2 separate regions of the Sus scrofa genome follow, and region 2 is linked to region 1. The links are chromatin contacts, called in public HiChIP or PLAC-seq maps. All regions are on one chromosome and are shown on one strand. The core of a region is the stretch at or near the end of the contact, and the rest is flanking DNA. Distances in the headings are between cores, read along the strand shown.

Region 1 (2,888 bases), core at 153-2,652:
TGGGAGCGAAAGGAAAGAACATGAAATCCTGGCCCTCTGGAGATTCAGTTTGCTCAACTCTTAAATGAAGGAAAGGATTTCTACCTGGCAGGCTTGTTGATTAAATACAATGGGTACATAAAGTGCTTGGCACTGCGCCCCACAGATAACAGGAGCTCAATAATGTTGGCTGCTGTTTTAATAGGGGAAAAAAAAAAAAAACAGTATTTCCAAAAGGGAGGCATCAAAAAATGTGGTATCTTAACATCGTGTATTTATACAAGTGTACTGAAGCAACATTCAACTGACAGGGCAAACCTAAGACTCCACAGATACTATGTAGGAGGAAAACAGGTTTTTCCAAAATGAGCTGACCCAAAAATAATTATTAAACTAAATACAAGACAAGCGATACCGCAAAATTCTCCAAGGGGTGCTCCAATGACCCACGTTAAGTGTATGCAAGAGAAAATCTGTAAGTAATAATAACGGAACCCAGAGCTCCCAGCAGTTCACCACACACTTACTATGCACAAGGGCTGGGCACTTTGCCTTGGTGAATGATCACAGCAGCCCTATTATGTAGGAACTCTGAATACCCTAACTTTAAAGACTGGGAAACTGTGGCCTGGAGATGAATTACCAGACAAACATTACAGACTTACAAAAAATGGGCCTCTGATTCCACAGCCGGGTTCTTCATCACTCGGAACTCAAGAACCCAGGGGAAGGGGTTATCCTAGGCCAAGCGACAGACCCCCCGGAGAGGGAGTCGGGGTTGGAGGACAAGAGTACCAGGACAGAAGTAATAGGGGAAGACGGCGGGCCGGGGGAGATGCACAGAGACAGAGCGGAGACAGCTGCGGAGCCTAGACACGGACACTAATCCTGCCCATCACACGCTGAAATGCGACAGAAACGCAGAACCAGACCCGACACGGACAAGCAAGGACAGCGCCGTGTAAAAGCACCGAAACGGACCCGAGCGGCAGCGAGGCCCAGGCGGAGGCCCGCGGGAGGCCCAGGCGCGGACAGAGACGCGGGAGAGTCGGAGCCGCGGGCGGTCCAAGGCCGGCCCAGCGCAGACACACAAAGACCGTGGAGACGCCTGAGCGCGCCCGCCCGCCGCCCGCCGCCCGCACTCACCTGGGCCCCCTCAAGCCGCGCTCCGGGGGGTCATGGCGGGCAGCCCCCCAGCCAGCCCCCGCTCGGCCTCGGTGTCGCTGGGCGCGCGCCGGGCCGCGGGCGGTGGATGCGGAGCCGCGCTTGGACGCACGCGCGGACACACGGAAGACCGCACACCGACGGCCCCGCCGCCCCGCCGCCCGGGAAGGGCGCGGAGAGCCGGGCGGGGGAGGGGAGCCACCGAACAGACGGGAAGCAACCGAAGGCGATGGACCGGAAGCGGAAGTGGCTGCTCGACCCGCCCGGTCGCCCCTCTGCGGCGGCAAGCCTGCGCAGACTCCAGCCCCCAGCCCCCACCTGGCCGCGCGGCGTCACTTCCGGCGCGCTGACCTCGTCGTCAGGCGCCACTCGCCCGGTTGCCGCCGCAGCCTCCAGACCCCGGGAACGCACAGAAAGGGGCGGGGCGCAGCGCGGGGCCGCCGGGCGCGCTCGACCGAACCGGGAAGCCGCGCTGTCCCCAGACCGCCCCCGCACGCCAGTGCCGGACCCTCGGGGCGACCTGAGCTCCGGGCCCACGAGCCCAGACGGCTCCCGCCGCCGCCACCCGCCACCTCAGGCGGGCTCGGCACCCTCCTCTCCAGGGCCACGCCCTACACCGTCCTCCTGGACCAGCAGGCCACGCAGGCGGGGTGTGCCACCTGCAGCGTGCCAAGGGCGCCGGGGCGTCGTGGCCGGGGTGACGCTGAGGACTGCCGGGCCTCCGGGACCGACGCCTCAGCCTAGGCCAAAGGAACCCCGAGAAATGGAAGGGTGGGGGTTACATACACCAGACAAAGAGCAGCTCCATAAAGTAAAATACAACAAAATGTTTAATGAGCAAATTCGTCTTAGCAAATATGAAACTGCCACAGAGAGTAGGAGAGGGACGGGGTGACGGGGCTGGGGGGCAGGTCTGGAGAAACTAAAGTGGAAAGAATCAGCTACATAAGAAACCAAGGACAACACCGCGGAGAGGACCAGAGGCCAAGAGGACGGGAGCTGTGGTCCTGAAAGGGGAGAGGGCAGCGTAACTGGGGCCGGACAACAAAATTCAAAATAGTTTGGCCATAAAATATAAACACGCTACGTTTCTACGGTGGGAGGAGGAAGAGAAAGGGAGTGTAAGGGAGGAAAGACTGTTTCGGAGAGGGGCCGTGGGGATCCGACCCAGCCCTGTTGCGCACCCCGCCCCCCCCTTCCCTCTGTGTGTGTATCTGTGTGGGCCTGTGTGAGCACTCCCCCGTCCCTCCCCGCCCCAAGCCCCACCCCACCCCCCACCCTTAATTGCTGCCATTCCAGTTGCTGCCGGCTGTCAGGCTGTCATTCTGTCATTCGGCTGTCACTCCTCTGCCCATGGTCTTCAGAGGGGGAAAAGAGGGGGAGCGGGAGGGGGAGAAGCCCCCAGCCAGCCCTGCCCCTGCCCTCCCCCGCCGCCTCTACCAGAAGTCCCGGCGGTGGTAAGAGTCGGGGTCACAGTACTTTGTGACAACCACTCTGTTGGCGAACTTGCGACCCGTCAGGCCCTGCATGGCTTTCTGGCAGTCAAACACAGAGGTGAACTCCACGAAGATCTGCGGGAACAAGAGCCAAGGTGTGAAGACCAACCAGCCTCTGCCTTCGAGGATGAGCTGGCTCCCTCACAGCAACCAGCCAGCATCTACCCCCAACTCAGAACTCCCAGGCAGCGAGAGGGGGCTCACTGCCGGTGTGGGGACATTTATCCAAACCTCCTCCAGCACCCCAGG
Region 2 (2,976 bases), core at 400-2,899, 940 kb after region 1:
CAGACCTCTGGGAAAAAAAATCATGTTTTGACATCAAGGCCAGGGATTTCCTACATCCTTGACTGTGTTTGCTTCACATTTTTTTTTTTCCATGCCAGATGAGAACAATAAGTTAGACATGGTTTGGAAATCCATCGGAGCCCGTCACTCCCCTCCTGCGAGCCTCCGTGACCTCTTAAATAGACGCTTCTAATCTCCCTTGCGTGTGCTCCATGCAATGAGGTCATGCTTGGAAAAAGTCCATAACAGGGCCAAGCTCCGTACAGAGGGGCTGTTGTTTGCGACAAACATAAAGGAAGCAGAGAGCAGGCGCGAGGATGGGACCGGGACCCGGCGATTGCGCGTGCACCGCCCCCCCCCCCCCCCCCCCCGCCCCAAGCTGCCCTCCTCCCGCCTCCATCCGCCCCCCGCCCCTTTCCTGCCCAGGCTCCAGCTGCAGAGGTGGGGGGCACAGCTGGCCCACCGCTGCCCCGCCTAGACAGAACAACCCCTCCAGATCCAGCCGGACTGGTTCTCAGCCCTTTGGAAGAGGCGACTGGGTGGCTGGGGCCCCGACGGGGCGGGGGGACTCCCCAGATCCCTTTGGGGCTCCAGTGCGTGCTTCCTGAGGCCACGTGGCTGAGGCCTGGATTTCAGCGGCCGCAGCCCCTTTGGCCGTCTGTACCGTTTTCCTCCGGACCTGACCAGGGACCCTAAGCCACCACTGCCCCTTACCTCGCAGTCCTTGCTGAAGCGGGCAGGCGTGCGCTCAGGCTCAGGCTCAAGCCGAGACCACCCCCCAACCCCGGCCACCTCTCCTTGGTTCGGAGCCTGCCTCCGCCTCCTGGTCCCAGGTCGGCGCCTTCCTTCTTCCTCCGGGCGGGGATCTCACCTGGCAGAGGAAGTGCCATGCGGAACCGGGCGGGGGATCCAGGACCCAGGTGTCCGGGACCACAGTGCCACCTCCTCAGGCCTCCCCCCTCTGAGCTTGCTGGAGTCCTAGCTCCAGAAGTCAGGGGTCCTAGCCCCCCTCCCTCGCCGGACCTAGGAGTCCAGGTCCCCGTCCCTCCGCCCACAGACCCAGAGGTCTAAGACCCACCCCTGGCAGACCCTGGCATCGAGTCCCTCCTCTACCTGCACCAGGAACGGAAGTGTCAGCCCCTCTCGGGGGCCATGGTAGGAGCCCAAACCGGAGCAGAGTTACCGCTCCGTCCAGCTCCGTCCGCCCTGGGCAGGGAGGGTTAAGGTGCAGGCCCCTCCCAGCCGTCCTTTTCCCCCAAAAGTTTGCTTCTAGGATTTAAAGGGCCAGAGAGCAGCTGTGGAAGCACTGAGGCCCCTCCTGGCTGAGTGTGGGGGCCGGAAGAGGCTGGGACTGGGAGATCAGGCCGAGGGGGTGGGGGATGGACGGGGAGGGCGGCCCCCCAGCCCGGCCCCTCCCCCTGCCAGCTTGGAATTTCCTGAAACTGGGGAAGTCTGGCTGTTTTGAAGAGTAATTTCTTCCAGATTGCAGCTGTTGGGGGAGTGTGGGGGCGGATAGAGAGCCAGCTGGAGATAGAGAGAGCCTGAGGTCGGGCAGTGAGACCAGCCAAAGGACGGAGGTGAACTAAGAGGGGCCGCCTCCCCACTGCTTTGCAGAGCTCCCGAGATGGAAGTCCTTGCCTGGAGTGCCTCATCCCTAGAAAGGTCATTCCATCACCGAGTGTGCCTGGCAGTGACAAGCAGAGTCAGACTAGAGTGTTAGGAGGATCTCTTGGGGGCCAGGGTGGGGGGGTCCTGACCTTAGAGAGCTGGGTCCCCAGAAGGAGGCTGGCTCGGCTGTGAGCTGCTGCTGGGACGGTGAGAGAGTTTAACTGATAACCAGGAAGTGTGGCTTAAACCCTGAACTGAATCCCCAAGGAGGAGTGGGAGTTCCCGGGGCTGAGGAGGTGAGGAAGTCTATCCAGAGCAGGCTGGGCTTCAGGGTGGAGCGGAGGGCACTAAGGCATGGCATGGGGCTTGGTGTGCCTGGAGAGTTCAGCCGGAAAGCCACGGGGAGCTTGGGGTTTGTTCTTTGGTGAGGGCAGGGTACTGAGCAGGAATAACAGAGTCAGGTCTGAGTGGTAAAGGGTTCCTTCCAGGATCCAGTCAGGAGCCAGACTGGACTAAGCCTGGGACTCACATACAAGGCAAAAGGGAAGGTGGGGGAATAATCACCCTAAACTTGGTCACCAAGGTAGTTTTTTGTTTTTACCACACCCACGGCAGGCGAAAGTTCATAGGCCAGCGGTCCAACCCACGCCGCAGCGGCAACCAACCAAGCTGCTGCGGTGCCACCACCAGCTCCTGAACCTGCTACTCCACAAGGGAACTCCCCACTTTAATCATTTTAAAGTGGCATTTAGTACAGCCACAACGTTGTGTACCCACGGCCTCTATCTAATTCCAAACCACTTTCATTACCTCAAAAGGAAATCTTGTGCCCCTTAAGCTGCCAGCTGGGGGCTAACTGGCTCCGAGATGCCGCCTGCATCCTCCTGCTACTTTCCATGTGTCTCTCCTCTGGCAGCGGTGGGCTGAGCCCCTCCTCATGCTGCACATCTCCCCGGTTTGCAGGCCTGTGGCACTTCCTCCTGCCTCCAGCCGGAGAAGGTCCGCTGCTTCTAGGGCTCATGGGACTAGATCAGGCCCCATCTGGATAATAGAGGTGATACAGCTGTACATACATTGGTAATAGATGTGGGTTAATGCCTTCCTTGATAACACATTAGGAGCTTGGGATCAACGGCTACACACTGCTGCAGATAAAGCAGATAAATGATAAGAACCTATGGCAGAGAACAGGGAACTATAGTGGATATTGTGTCATAACCTATAAGGGAAAAGAATCCGAAAAAGAACACGTGTGTGTATGTAAAATGAACAATAGAAATGCATGTAAAGATATGGGCAGGTATAAATAGAAACATATAACTTAGAATGTAAAATCTACCTACAACGTAAGATTTCAGATGTATAATT

What was found. HiChIP or PLAC-seq counts read pairs in DNA pulled down with a chosen protein or histone mark.
Region 2: an H3K27ac HiChIP or PLAC-seq map of skeletal muscle shows a contact between it and region 1, with 4 times the contacts expected there. The contact joins the promoter of CDC42EP5 here to the promoter of EPN1 in region 1. A contact is called at or near these places in 2 of 47 Hi-C or Micro-C datasets (embryonic fibroblasts and epiblast stem cells) and 1 of 2 datasets of contacts at active chromatin or transcription factors (skeletal muscle).

The regions. Positions count from the first base shown.
Region 1 is chr6:59,788,466-59,791,353 of Sscrofa11.1, reverse strand. EPN1 (epsin-1) reads right to left here and starts at 1,402. Exons shown (of 11, transcript XM_021095052.1): 1 at 1,126-1,402. U2AF2 (U2 small nuclear RNA auxiliary factor 2) reads right to left here. Exons shown (of 12, transcript NM_001315804.1): 12 at 2,580-2,714. The coding sequence ends at 2,580.
Region 2 is chr6:58,851,099-58,854,074 of Sscrofa11.1, reverse strand. CDC42EP5 (cdc42 effector protein 5) reads right to left here and starts at 1,649. Exons shown (of 3, transcript XM_021094975.1): 1 at 1,114-1,649; 2 at 715-871.